Regions from separate parts of the Mus musculus genome. Here regions 1 and 3 are each linked to region 2. Evidence: chromatin contacts called from public Hi-C and Micro-C data. All regions are on one chromosome and are shown on one strand. The core of a region is the stretch at or near the end of the contact, and the rest is flanking DNA. Distances in the headings are between cores, read along the strand shown.

Region 1 (4,891 bases), core at 2,147-4,646, 34 kb before region 2:
AGATCTCTGTGAGTTCCAAACTAGCCAGGTATACATAGTGAGGCTCTGTCTCAAAGAAAAAAGAAGGAAGGGACACACACAAGCCAGGTGTGGGGGCACAAGTGTTTAACTCCAACACTTGGTGAGGCAGAGGCAGGCAGATCTCTGTGAGTTCAAAGAACATTGTGCACAGGGAATTCCAGGACCTGCAGAGCTAAAAAGGAGAGATCCTGTCTCAATAAAAACCGAAGAATGACAAAATAAAAAGGTTAAAAGGTTAAAAGGTTAAAATTTAAAATTAATACAAAGTAAAGTCAAAGAAACAAAAACGAAGAAAATAACAAAAGAGCAGAAATCTGGACCAAAGAAACAAGTGAGAAGGTTAAAAATCAAATAAACAGAGCAAAACACCTGCTTCTTGGAGAATAATCTAGATAAAACTTCAGAAAGATTTATGAAGTAAGACCAAAAAGAAGGGAAGTAATTTAGTGTCTTAACTAAACACTAGTGACTTTGTTTTTCAATTAAGATTTATTTTATCCATTTAAGTGTTTTGCCCACATGTAAGTGTATGCACCGTGTGCATGCAATGTCTGCAGATTCAGGAAAGTGTGTCAGATCTCCTTGAACTGGCATTACATATGGTAGTGAGTCACAATGCAGACGCTGAGACTTGAGCCTGGGTCCTTCTGGAAGAGCAGCCAGTGCTCTTAACCACCAGGAAGGACATCTCTCCAGACACCACACCAATGATTTTGTAATCTAGATGAAATGACAAATTTAGTATAGAGTTTGAGTGAATTAAAAACAAAAAACAAAACAAACAAACAAAAAAAACCAGAACGACTGAAATAGCAGTGCCGAGCCCGCTGAGTGGTTGCGATGAGTAAAGTCCACTGTCCCGAACTATAGTTCATGGACAAGTAAGTAGTTATCCCTGAAGTTAAACGGTGGCAGATGTGTACAGGGAATACTGAGGGGCGGGTGGGGATGGCAGCCAGTGCGAAGCATCAGGGTGGTGGTCATCCAAGGAAACAGCGTCACCACGTTAAAAGCCTTGGAAAGAGTCTAACCAGTGTTCAGCAGTGTGTCCACACCCCCCACCCCATCCCAAAGGCCTGCTTGACTGTGATGGAGAACTGGGTCATGTACATTTTCATACGAAACTTTCTGCTAGATAAACTTTTGTGATATTCAGGGGGAAAAAAAAGACTGAAATAGTGAAATAGGTGACGTTCTTGAAAAGGGGGACCAACAAACAAACCAATCCTAACTAAACAATAAAATCGTTTTTATTGTTTAGCCAAAACTACAGAGTAAGGCTTGCTCAAAAAGAGTTCTGATCACAAGAAAGTTTGGACAGAAGGAGAGCTTAGTAGAGAAAGGGGCACAAAAAAGCAACAGTTTGGAGGGTGTGAGGTGGGGAGTGGAAAGATGACCTGATTGGTAACAGTGCTTGCCTAGCAAGCTTGAAGACCTGAATTCCATCCCCCAAAACTGTGGGCAGAGAAACAGGTCGATTCCTGAACTTGCTGGCCAGCTACTCTAGCAAAACTGGTGAGTTCAAGCATACAGTGGCAGTGCCCACCTTTAGTCAGCACTCAGAAAGTAGAGGCATAGGTGTCTCTAAGTCCAAGGCCAGCCTGGTCTATAGAATGAGTTCCAGGACAGCCAGGGCTACACAGATAAAACCTGTCTTGAAAAATAAAGAGGAGGAAGAAAGAAAAGACAAGACAAGGCAAGAAAAGAGGAGTGAGTGACATAAGAAGATAGCAGGGAGGGGGGGGGGGGCTGGTGAGATGGCTCAGTGGGTAAGAGTACCCGACTGTGCTCGCGCGCACACGCACACGCGCGCGCACGCACGCACACACACGCACACACACACACACACACTCACCAACAACTTTCTAAAATAAACATTACTAGGGGCTAAAGAGATGGCTCAGCAGTTAAAAAACACTTGCTAAGCCGGGTGTGATGGCGCACGCCTTTAGTCCCAGCACTTGGGAGGCAGAGGCAGGTGGATTTCTGAGTTTGAGGCCAGCCTGGTCTACAAAGTGAGTTCCAGGACAGCCAGGGCTATACAGAGAAACCCTGTCTTGGAAAACCAAAAATAAATAAATAAATAAATGGCAAAGGTCTGCTTTGGTTACCTAAGGGCTGAGAGTCCTGTTTATTTTCAAAGACAACACTTAAGGAGCATCTATCAGGAGGGCGCAAAGTAAATAAAGCCACAATTGGACCAATGAGACAGCCCAGTGGCTGAGCAGGTGACAGTACTGGCCATGCAAGCTTGATAATCTGAGTTCTGTCACAGAGTTCAGTAAGGTGGAAGGAAAAAATGACTCTAAAAAGCTGTCCTCTGACCTCTACACACATGAATCATGGCCTGCATTCCTCCCTTCATGAGTAAGTAAAGAAATAAATAAAGCAAGCAGCTTTTGCCAAATGTAAGTTTCTAAAATTATAACAACCAACATTCAAATGTTTAAAATAAACTACTCTGTATAAGATTTTGCAAATTTAACACGCATAAAGCTATGGGTTTAAATAATCAAGATGAAAGCCCTTGCTCACCCAGGATCCTAAAGATTAGGGGATAGCAGACATGCAGTAAACTTTTTTGTTTTTGGTTTTGGTTTTTCGAGACAGGGTTCCTCTGTATAGCCCTGGCTATTCTGGAACTCACTTTGTAGACCAGGCTGGCCTCGAATTTAGAAATCCACCTGCCTCTGCCTCCCCAGTGCTGGGACTAAAGGCGTGCGCCACCACACCTGGCTTAGTAAGCTTTTAAAATGAGTCATGCATTGCAACGGTGTACTTGTAATACCAAAACTACTGAGGCTAAGGCAGAAGGACCAGAAACCTGAGGCTACTCAATAAGATCTTTTTAAAATAAAAAAATGAAAACACTGTTCCATAACTTTCTCCACATATATGATTTCAAGGGATCCATCTCATTTAACTATTAAACTATTTCTGAGTTCTCTAATCTGATGAACAATATACACTATGAATAAAGTAATAATAACACTGCTTGCTAAATAAATAAACTCAGAAACTTAAAGCAAACTTGTTGGAATATATAAAAAAAGAATTCCTTGACATCTTTTATTTATTTAAAAAAATGTATTTTGTCTTAGTGCTCAGTTACTATGAAAAGACAGCATGACCCAAGGCAACTCTTAGGAAAGAAAGCTTTTAATTGAGGGCTTGCTTATAGTTTCAGAGGTTTAGTCTACTATCATTATGGTGGGGAGCATGGTGGCACACAGGCAGAAGCTGGAGCAGGAACTGAGAGCTACACCCTGATCCATAGGCAGAGAGAGAACCTTGGGCCTGGTATAGGTTTCTGAAACCTCAAAGCCCAACCCAGTGACACATTGTCTCCAACAAAGCCACACCTCCTAATCCTTCTAATCCTTCCAGATGGTGCCACTCTGGTGACTAAGCATTTCAATGTAGGGGCCTATAGGGGCCACTCTCATCAAACCACTGCAGGATTATTCAAGGTATTAAGTCCATAGTCCTTTTGCTGTGGTTTCTGTCGTTTTTTTTTGTGAGAACAGGTCTCAGTATGAAGCCCAGGCAGACCTCAAGCTTACAGCAGCCCTCTTGCCTAAACCTCCATAGATACTGGACTACAGGGATATGCTACCACACTGCATTTTTTTGTTTTGTTTTTCTGTAACTGGAAATGCCATTATTTCTGAGTAATAATGATCAAATGAAGATTAAACTGTAAAATAAAGGCAATTAAAAAAGAAGTAATTAAGTAGGTGGGAAAATATATGCTAGACACTATCAAAGAGCCATGTGAGTGACTTAGAGTAACAAATAATACGTTTACATTGTACAAGTGTTGATCTAAAACAATGGAACACTTTACAAAATAACAAAAAAACAGATTCTCTTCTATTCAGCTAAAGGTCACACATACACACACACACACACACACACACCCAAGCAGTAAATATTTTCAAGTAGTAAACAGCAAAGATTTTAAAATACACATCATTTAGGTTGTTTAAGGCCCAAGATAAATGATTACAAGATAGCTACAAGCATACTTTGGTCAACAACCAGTCCTTAATGATTGTGAAGGGTTAAACATTTTACACACAATAGGGATTATGGCTGGGCTATAGAGCTGATTCCCACTGGGCTTGAGAGAAAACAAATGGAATCAAGTTACTTGTTAATCTCTGAAATACATTACCTCGAGGGAGTATTGTGGTAGGCTTAAACACTGCAACCTAGTATGTGAAAAATACTCCAAAGTAAAGTTTAAAACACATATGAAAGTGTTGTGTCTGTTCCTCCAGACCCTTAGTTGTACTGTGCCACAAACTATGCCAACAAAGCAAAAAAGGTATTATAATCTAATTTTAAAACAGACTCAACTCAAAACCACCTCACTTTGAAATCCTATTGTGAAATAGGTTCTTTTACTTCTCAGCTAAAAAATGCCTAACAGGTACAACCAGCCTTTGCAATTACACTCTCTCAGCAGCTGTGGTTACCTACACCAAACCCGTACATTATCAGTCTAGTCAACATTTCACCAAGAATGGGGAGGAGGGGATTCACAAGGTCCCACTCCTGGTTGAGAAGCTACAAAAAATCATGGCTGCTAGTGCAAAGACAGTTTCTACGGGTGTGAGCTGCCCCTGGCTGGTTGTCCCATGCTATAATGGCAGCCAAAACAGAGCACAGTGAAACGGTGGGGGGAGAGGAGGAGGAGGGACTAACACAACCAAGTATGAAGCAAGTGCAGGAGCTGTCACTAATCTCCCCTGAAAACCAAAGCTGATTTACAGAGGCCCTTCTTAAATATGGCACATTATATCCTGAGCTATTTTTAAACACAATTAGAAAATCAAAAGCAAGCAAATAGATGTATTCAAGAAAT
Region 2 (4,535 bases), core at 1,743-4,242:
TTGGCCTGTAGCTTTTCCCCCCTCAACTGGTTCACTGTCCTTTGTAAATCCTAGACCACTTGTTATTACTGCTCACCTCTAATCAAGATCTAATAACTCTATACACAGCACTTTACATGTAGATTGTGTCTTTAGACTTTCAGGAACGCACAGTTGCCTACTGTATAAGAGTACACTATGTGACAAAACACACTGTTCCTAAACTTAAAACATCTGAGAGATCTTACCACAAATACTCAATTCTGTAAGATACTTACTGCCTCAGAGTTCCGACCAACTTAATGGAAATGCCCTCTTCAATATCTCTGTTTCTGGGTTGGGGGATCTGGGGGGGGGGGGGTTGTCATTCCATGAAAAGGTTAACTTTTAGTTCCTACAGCATCTGAGGTTACCTCAGACCAAACCACCCTACCCTCACCCTCTTAGGAACTGCTCAAGAGCGACTCTACAAAGCCCTTCAAAGTGAAAAACTAGCTGATCCTCTTTTCTGCTCTTAAATTATTCAAAATCAGCCTACAAAGAATTACTGTAGACTGCGCAAACTCCTCAGACCTGGGGGGAATGTTCTGTATTTACACCACTGGGAAAACGTCAGTGTGATTTCTCTATCTCTACAGCTAGTAAGAAATATGGCAAGAAAACAGCTTTCAAAGCATTAGTTATATTTCGCTAGAAGCTAGAACTTCTAAGTCCAGACATAACTTACTGAGACAGTGTATGATTTAAGTTTTACTAAATACTTCAAACTTGAATATATTTTGTTCACAAGCTTTCAAATAGCTTTGATCAAATGTTAAAATACCCTGCTTTATTTTGTCCTTTTAATGTTTTAAGAAAATTATTGCAAGTCTGAAAAAAAAAAACCAAAAAACTACTAACTACTAACTTGTTGGGCAAGACCTATATAGCATTATGTCACTAAAGTACAATCAACAGTATGTAATATTACCTGACAGAACAGTCATGTTTTTTAACAGTTCCTGAATTTTCAAGGCCACCAGTAGCTTAGCAAAAATGCACAAAAATATAACAGGTTTCTCAACTTGCATTTTACAAAGATTAATCTTGATTTCTATGCCATTAATTACTTTTTAAACATTTGAAATAAGTTGTATGAAATCACCCAGGAAAAGGGGTCACTTGGCAAAAATCTAACACTAACATAAAGATCTGTCACCCAGAATCAGAAAAATTCATAGTAAGCTTAAGTAAACACAGCACAAAAATATACTTAAAATTGTAACGGGTCTGTGTTCAACCCTGATTTTTTTTTTTTTTTTTGAGGAGGGGGATATAAAAGCTAAAGTTTCAAACAGAAATAAGGGGGGAAATTCCAATGACAAGATTTTCAGGCCAAAGAGAAGGAATTTGAAGATATTATTCAAATCTCATTTCATTACATTATAAAGGTCTTGGCAACCGTCGGCCATTAATCTTTAACACAAAGGAGATTCAAATCCAAATGAACTGAAAGACTATCTCGGGAGGGAGGAAGAAACGGAGGAATTTACTTCATCCACAATTGTTTAACCTAAAAGGGAGGCCTTTAAGGATGAGTACGCAAAATGCATCAGCCTTCAGTCTACGAGGTCCTATTTCTCACTAAGTCTTGCACCAATCCAAAAGCGGGAGGTTATGGACACAAAACAACCTTAGGAAAGGCTTGGGGTGGGTGGTCGCCAATGAGTGACACACCACATCATGGTTTATTCTCCTACACAACTGGAGAGACAAAAATTAAAAAACATCACACCATATGTTTCACCGTATCAATCAAAAAGCATTTCACCACGGTACATCCAAGACTTTCCTTTGGGGCTGAAAAATAAATAAATAATTGTATTGATTACAGAGGAAGGGAAACGCGGCCGCTTCTGCTGCAATGCAACACAGGCTGCTACGAACCGGAGAGAAGGGCTTTCCAAACAAAACCCTCCCCCGCCCGGGCTTACAAACCTCAACCAACTTATCCCAGCCTCACACTGTCCCCCGCCAGAGGAAACCTAGTAAATGCTCTCCCTTCCCCCACCATCGAGAAATGTTCACCTTTCCCCGCTCCTCCGCTTTACCCCTACCAGAGGCACTTTATTCCCCGCAGAGATTTCAAACCTTCCAAACTTTCCTCCCCACCCCCCTTTTAATTAAACACTAGAGCTTTGTACTAAAAGTGCAGAGAATTTTTACAGATGTACGGAAAATACCTGTTTCTCGGCAACGAGCACGCTACGACTACCGAGCCCCTCCCCATCTCCTGGGTTTCGTTAACCCAGGCTGGGGGAGGGAGGGAGGGAGCTGGCATATTGAATTGAGGAAGGGAAATCCTGGGTAAAAGAAGAGCATCGGAGGGGGACACCGGGAGGAGCCCCCTCCCCCAAATCAGAGCGGCTGGGCAGGGCAGCTGGACCGGAGAAACCCGAAGGGACAAAAGGGAGCGAGAAAGAGCCGGGAGAGCCGAGCCGGCGCCGCGGGCCGGGGCAGGCGGGTCCGCGCAGAGCGGTCGCGGCGCCGCGGCACAATGGCTGGCGGCCCGCGCGCCCCTCACCTCATGGTGCCGGCGGCGCCGAGGCTTCCCCGGCGCGGGAGCCGCCGAGCGGAGGGTCTCTTCTCAGGCGGGGAGGCGGACGCCGCGGGGACGCGCGAGCAGAGGCGGCTCCGGCTCCGGCGGCCGGGCTACACCATCTCCGCGCGCAGAGGCGAGGCGCCGGCCCGCCGAGCGCGAGCGACCACGGGCTGGGGACGGGGCACGGGGCCGAGGCGCCGAGCGGGTCCCCGGCGGCCGCCGCCTCCTCCGCCTGCGTCGCCGCCTCCTCCCCGCCGAGCCTCGTCCGCCGCTTCAGACGGGAGCCGCCGGGGCCGCGCGCCCGTCCGTCCGTCCGTCCGTCCGCCCGCCCGCCGCTCCAGAGGCCGCTCCGAGCGCGCCGCCGTCACCGCCGCCGCCGAGGCCGTGAGGAACCGGCAGCTGCTGCAGCCGCGGGAGGAGAGCCGGGCTCGCCGCGGGGCGCCGGGGGCGGGGCGGCGGAGGAGCACGCAGGCGCCGCCCTCCTCCCGCCGCCCCCGCCGCTCCCGCTTCGCCCGCTCCCCTCCCCCTCCCTCCCGGGGCGAGGGGCGTTGCGCACGAGGGGGCTGCGGGGCGGCGGCCGAGGCGAGGCGGCGGTGCGGCCACGGCCCTTTGTTGCCGCCCACCCGGCTCCGCGCCCCCCGCGGTCGGAGGGGGGCTCGGCGCCCGCTCTGCCCTTGACCGCGCTCTCCTGCCGCGGCCTTCCCGCAGCCCGGAGGCTGAGGTGAGGAGCGAACCGCGGTGGGGGGGTTGGGGGGGGCGTGACGAGCCGGGCGCGATCGCGGAGAGGACCAGGGCGCGCGGGCCGGCATCCCCCTCTGCGCGTCCCCGCCGCGATGTGATTCCCTCCCACCCACCCCCACCCGTGGGATGTAGGCGGGATGTAGGAGAGTTCCGAACACGCAAAACGTGGCCATCGTCGTCCCCCGGATTCCCGAGGACCCCCGAGCGTGCTGGACCTGGGGATCCGGCCGACGCGCGCACAGTACTGGGATGACTGCACAAACACACGCGCGCATAAACGCGCACACACACACACACACAGCTAACGCATCGGTGTCGGGAAACGCGGTGGCCCGAGGCACGCGGAACCCTGTGCAGCCGCGAGAGACGCAGCCCGTGGAACCCTTTCTGTCGTCACCAGCTGAAAGGGAATCCCGGCCGGGGGCGGGGAGGGATGGAAACTGAGGATAATTTTAAATGCTCTGTCTTTCACCTAGTCTGGAGCTCACCTCCTTGAGAAGGTAGATAGAAAATACTAACGCAGCGAATGGTTTAGTCAGATGGTGCAGGAGGCCTCTGAGAAGCCCGAATTTGGGGCGGGGGGTGTAGAATGAAAAACAGCAAATCCAATGATCTAATAAAATTTTTTAAAAACTGAGAGCCCGCTTTCGTGCGCAGTATACAGATGCCTAGACTAGGTTAGAAAGGGTTTTTGCAGCTACCCGATTTCTATTACATCCAAAATGGAGGACCTAGCAATACTGCAGGAATCCATTCAAAAGTTTGATGTTCCATATAAAATGAGCTGCGGTTCTAAAGATACTTATGAAAGCTGGCATTCTGGGCACTTTCAAATGACAAGCTAACGTATCCTATCCATCCTTGGTCAATGCCTGAATTGTCTGGAGAACAGTTTAACCTGTTTTAACTATGAAAAGCCTCCTGGTTTCAGAGCTCAACAAAGGCGGTTTGCTTTTTGGAAGGAAGCCCTGCAAGAAGCAGTGACCTAGAGCTGTGGCACAGGACCAGGGTGGCCTCGGGTAGTAAAAAGCACGGTGCCTCTGCTCTAAACATGGTGTACTTGAAGAACACTAATTTCCACCCACATAGCTAATTACAGCTTGCCATCACAGAGCATTTTATTCAAGGATCTCCAAGGACTGAAGAGAAAACAGCCCTGTCAGCCAAATGTCCTTGTTGCCCATATTACGAGAAGAGACAGAAATATACATCTCAAACAACCTCGTGTGTTATT
Region 3 (5,009 bases), core at 445-2,944, 39 kb after region 2:
TCTGTTTTTCGCTGGCTCCCCCCAAGACTGTACATGTTCCTTTAAGACATTTTTCCTTTTGATAATCCTTTGCAGGGCTCTTTTGTAGGCATGAGAGATTATTCTGTTTTGATTCTTTGTCCCCGAAATACCATCCAGGCGTATTCTCTCTGCTTCATCTGATCAAATGAAATTATTTTTAGTAGAGGCTCTTCGTTTTGCAAGACAAGCTTATAATCGTGGAAAGCCCTTTGGCTTGTAGATATGCGGACTCGGTGGCGGTGCCCATCAGCAATGGCGATGTTGGCCTACACAGAGCATGACCTTTGATCCCACCCTCTCTGCTTATGTTGCTGAATATGGAATCTGTAGCTCGAATAATTTCTGATATCACCCTCCTGAAACCCATCCCTGAAGGCTTTTTGGTTCTCAATAGCCCCGTGCGACATCAGGCAGCAGTGGCTGTAAGCACCTTCCCAGGGGTGCACACACGCATTTACACAACTCTGCCAGGTACTTTCACACACTCCCTTAGCACACGGGAAGCACAGTCCCTCTCACTGGAGCCCCGCAGGGTAAGCTTGGAAAAATGCGAGCACTGCGTCATGAACCATGGTGGCTTTTGCATTCTGTGTAATTTGAAGACAAGATTCCTTTGCTGTGTGTCACCTCCTATATAACCACTGTTGTCCAATATTTCGTAACCATCAATTCTTTGCCAGTGCCCACATGCAAAAATGGGTTTGTATTAAAAAATAAATGAGAACAGCACATTCTATGTGGTGCAGTGTATCAGCAGTTTCCACCAGAACCCTCTCTGCCTGCCCTTCCTCTTAGAGGAGACAAAGGACAGAGGCAGAGCTTGCTAAGCCCATGACAGTGCCTGGAGAGGAGGGCAAAGGGATGTCAGAGTCAAAGAAAGGCCCCTTTCCTTTGAAATATCTAAATGTTCAAACGTGGGAGCAGCCACAGCAGGAGAAAGCTGTGCTATGCATGCTGAGCTGGCTCTATGAGCCATCCCTTTCCACCTAGACAGCTCCATCATTCTCAAGTTGAAAATCCAGACCGTCAGGCTTGCAGTGACTTTATTATTATCACATAATAAGATCGGAAGTGGGGGATCTGCTTCCCATCCTCCGGAACTTGGGGTCTCTCGCCCCACCACCTTTACCAGGGAGGTATTGTCCTCGTGTGTGTGTGTGTGTGTGTGTGTGTGTGTGTGTGTGTGTGTGTGTTGCCTTCTGTGTACCTCAACGCAGGAAGAAAGGACAACGGGGTCTATCAGCTACATAGTCTCCTTTCATGTGGACACCAAATGTTTTCCTGAAGCTGGGCATGACAGTGTCCGGTAGAATCCAGCTCCTTAGGTCAGTGAGGCAGGAAGATCACAGCAGGGTGCTTAAGAGTTTGGGTCAGGCTGAGGGAAATGCCACGGAAAAAAGGACAGGGGGAGGGGGAAGGAGAGGTAAGGAAAAGAAAGATTCTTATTATCTTCTTATTGGTCGGAACTGTCACGTGATCACTTTCCAAAGGCTTGAAAAGTCATTTTTAGCGTTACAAGCTCAGTGGAGAGGTGCCCTTTTGAATCCAGGAAGCCCTGGGTTTCATCTCCAGCATCACAAAAGCTAACAGGATAAGAGCAATAAGTAAGTTTTAGTTGGGAATATTGCTAGCTTGCCCCAAATAGAAGCCTTGTCACGTGGTTCTGCTAATGGCACTCCACAGCTGCTGGTCCTCAACTAGTATACAGATGATGGCGGGAAAGGAAAGGAGACAGAAGGGGAAACATACTGACCATGGAGGGGAAGTGACTGGTACCATGATGGTTTCTAGATGTGCCAAAAGAGAATGGTCCCCAACCTTTTGTTCATCTGTGAGCACTTTGTAATGAACTGTTAATTCTCCATTAAAGCCATTATAGAGATTATTTGTTTAGATTAATGGGAAAGTAAAAGGGCACAGGCATTTCACTCATTTGATTAAAGCTATTCCAGAACTTTCCATAGCTTCCGTTTTAGTCCGTTGTCTGATGGCATAATAGACGTCTGCTGACAACTAAATGCTAAATCACGAAGGTTTGTCTGACTCAGGGTTTTGGTTCCTGGGAAGTTGGAGAACGAGGTGCTGGGGTTTAGTGAGAGCCTTTGTACTGACTCAATGGGGTAGGGGAGCAGAGGGGCAGCAGGGCAGCCATGCAAGCATGAGGTGAGTGGAGGGAGAGAAGGAGAAAGAGAAAAGGTAGGAACCAAAGTCATAGGTACATGCACTCCTGGAGAATGGCGTCAGTCATCCCCTTAGAACTTCCTTTTAAACAGCTATTGATATATTGGGAGGCACACGTGCCACCACATGTCTGTGGCAGTCAGAGGTTCACTTGTAGAAGTCATTTCTCTCCTTCTATCGTGTGAGTTCAGAGACCAATCTCAGGCAGTCAATCTTGGCGGCAAGTTCCTGCTGAGTCATCTCACCATCCCATCAATCACTAGCCAATCCTGTATCTTTGCCAGAACTTATGTGTAGGGCTGTGCATCTGTATGTGAGTATGTACATGAGTATGGTGTCTAGGAAGCAAGAAGAAGGTTTCTGATTCCCTGGAACTGAGTTTTATAGGAGGTTGCAAACCATCAGTCATGAGTGCTGGGAACCGGTCAGGTCCTCTTTAAAATCACCAAGTGCTCTTAACCACCAAGCCAGCTCTCTATTCCCAAAGCTCTATATCTCAATGCTGTTATAGTGGAAATTACATTTCGTTATGAGTTTGGGAAGGGACATTCAAATCATAACAGTTTGAAAAATAACCTGCAAAGTCCTTGCCGTGACCTTTGCACGGCTCAGGGCACTGGGACACTGTCCCTTTAATCTTAGTTGTCTGTCTGTCTGTCTGTCTGCCTGCCTGCCTCTGGGCCCTTGCACAAGACCTGTTTTCTCACCCTTCCCTGTTCTGATTCTTGCACCCTGTTCTTTCTTCAGCATAGAGCTTCAGCTTTCTCTGACCCCTCAAGTTAGTTTAAACCCTAAATATGTTTACCTTTCCTTTAGCATTTACCTAAAATAATTATTTCGTAATGTATTGCTCAAGTCTGTTTAGCCTTCTGGACTGTTTGTGAAGGTGTAAGTGTTCCCGTTTACCACCTGAACTATACAGCCCCAAGCTCGGCATCTGCTGTGTAGTAACCTCTTGTACACACTTTCTAAATAAATGAAAATTTACAGGCATGCAGAGTTGGCTTTTTTTTTTTTCTTCTGAGAGTATTTGTTAATGCCTCTCAATATATATATAGTCCTCTGGCTGTGCTGGTCAGCAACAGCTCATCTTTAGCCTGCAGCAAGATAGGCACAGAAGCTGAGAGAGTTTGAAAGTCTAATGGCAATCACTAAAGTGTTGGTTTGCAGCGATTTGGAAGTGTTTGACACTGAAAATGAAGTTAGTCCTGCATCACAGTGGAGCAGTGTTGCTGTGGATTATACATTGCAAACCATCATTGTACTAATATACACTTCTCGCCCTTCTCTTCCTTGCCCTCACCTTCTGCCGTGTTAAGCACAGTCTGGCTCCAGTAAACACCAGGTAAATATCTGTTATTGTTACAACTTACAATATGCTTGGGAGAACAAGTTTATACAAAGTAAGGCAGGAAAAGGAGAAGGAGGAGGAAAAGAGGAGGAAGAGGAGGAAGAGGAGAAAAGGGGGGGGGGAATAGACCTGTGAGACAGCTTCATGGGTTACGGGGCTTACCAAGTCTAATAACCTGAGTTCTATTCCCAGGACCCACATGGTGGAAGGAGAGAACTGACTCCCACAAGTTGTCCTCTGACCTCCAGAGTCATTCTGTGCCACATGGCTGCCCCACCCACCTACATACACATGCACATGATTAAGATAAAATGCAGAGTTCATAGACCGGGCAGTCTGTGCACCTCAGTGACACAGCTTCTCAGTATCTTATCCTCAACATTTAAAAGAACCAATGACAAAAAGATCGATAAGAGATGGTTGTGATAACAGCAATCACTCGGACAGGACAGCAACAGAGGTGGACATCAAGCCTGATCTGAGAGCCCACGGAGGACAGTAGGCCATGTGCCCAAGGCAGGCTGAGGCCGGGTTCTGATCTCCGGGCAAGGAAGATATCTGCACAGCAGAGCTCGTATGTTCATGCCTGGTTCTTCCTTGGGAAAAAGTTGCAAGTTGGATGATCACAGAAGGAGGAATACACCTTCTTTTTTTTTTTAAGATTTATTTATTTTATTTATATGAGTACACTGTAGCTGTCTTCAGACACACCAGAAGAGTGTCCTTTCCCACCCCACCCCTGCAACCCCTGCTCACCACAGACCAGTAACCTTGGGAATACCTTGAACTCATGGATTCCCTGGAGACTGCGGGCACAGTGGTACAGCACCTACCTGCTACTCACCATGCCCTGCTCTTGGTCTCCAGTAAGACAAAGGAGAAAAGACTAGAAGGCCTCTCTGAAGGCTCGGCCTGGCTCTTCCCCCATTCTCTGATAGGACGTCCAGTCTGTGCCACGGAATTTAGGATTCAGATTATTTCGCCTTCGCGGCTCAGCATTATTTGGTGTGTGTTCATTTAGCCATGCCTCCTTCCCACTTGACGAGCAAGCTCTTGGTGACTGCTTCCCCAGCACAGAGCAGCGCCCAGGACAGGGCTATAAGAAACCTTGTCAGTGGTGAGGACCATAACTCTGGGACATCAATAAAGCTTAGGGGTTAGGGGAGTGTTGGACACAGGGCCTCGTCACTTGTGACCTTAGAGGGAGAGTGAAAACAATAAGCGACAGAGTCAGAAGTGTACTGGAGAATCTTGTTAAGAGCTTGTCAATCAAAACAGGGCAGGTACAGGAGGCCAGACAGGGGGTGGGAAGGGTGGGAGCGAGGGCTCAGTGATTAAGAGCATTTGCTGCTCTTCCAGAGGACTTGAATTCAGTTCCCAGCACCTACCTGATGGCTCACAACCATCTGTAACTCCAGTTTTAAAGGATCTGATGTCCTCTTCTGGCCTCTGAAGG

Evidence for each region. Hi-C and Micro-C count contacts between places; a contact is called where the count stands out from the background.
Region 1: a Hi-C map of rod photoreceptor shows a contact between it and region 2, with 2.2 times the contacts expected there. The contact joins the enhancer-like site here to the promoter of Enah in region 2. A contact is called at or near these places in 1 of 15 datasets of contacts at CTCF or cohesin (CD8 T cells), 4 of 484 Hi-C or Micro-C datasets (the HL-1 cell line, cortical neurons, nephron progenitors and 1 more), 3 of 115 datasets of contacts at active chromatin or transcription factors (embryonic stem cells and forebrain) and 4 of 9 other capture datasets (adipose tissue, embryonic stem cells, liver and 1 more).
Region 3: a contact with region 2 is called in a Micro-C map of the HL-1 cell line, with 1.9 times the contacts expected there. The contact joins the enhancer-like site here to the promoter of Enah in region 2. A contact is called at or near these places in 5 of 39 promoter capture datasets (the 3T3-L1 cell line, epiblast stem cells, hippocampal neurons and 1 more), 1 of 15 datasets of contacts at CTCF or cohesin (the NIH/3T3 cell line), 22 of 484 Hi-C or Micro-C datasets (the 3T3-L1 cell line, 3T3-L1-derived adipocytes, the C2C12 cell line and 13 more), 10 of 115 datasets of contacts at active chromatin or transcription factors (the NIH/3T3 cell line, embryonic fibroblasts, embryonic hindbrain and 3 more) and 3 of 9 other capture datasets (adipose tissue, liver and pancreatic islet).

What each region holds. Positions count from the first base shown.
Region 1 is chr1:181,982,670-181,987,560 of GRCm38.p6, forward strand. The region is part of intron 1 of Enah (ENAH actin regulator); the gene reads right to left. It also overlaps the pseudogene Gm51706. Among named protein-coding and RNA genes, the nearest start is that of Enah, 35 kb to the right of the region's middle. Within about 2 kb of position 3,397, at least 17 of the 459 cell types and tissues checked have an H3K27ac peak or open chromatin away from gene starts, as enhancers often do. A contact at or near this core is called in the HL-1 cell line, pancreatic islet and rod photoreceptor, where this site is marked.
Region 2 is chr1:182,016,988-182,021,522 of GRCm38.p6, forward strand. Enah (ENAH actin regulator) reads right to left here and starts at 2,993. Exons shown (of 15, transcript NM_010135.3): 1 at 2,543-2,993. The coding sequence starts at 2,547.
Region 3 is chr1:182,057,562-182,062,570 of GRCm38.p6, forward strand. No RefSeq gene overlaps it. Among named protein-coding and RNA genes, the nearest start is that of n-TSgct1, 4.1 kb to the left of the region's middle. Within about 2 kb of position 1,695, at least 6 of the 459 cell types and tissues checked have an H3K27ac peak or open chromatin away from gene starts, as enhancers often do. A contact at or near this core is called in the HL-1 cell line and the NIH/3T3 cell line, where this site is marked.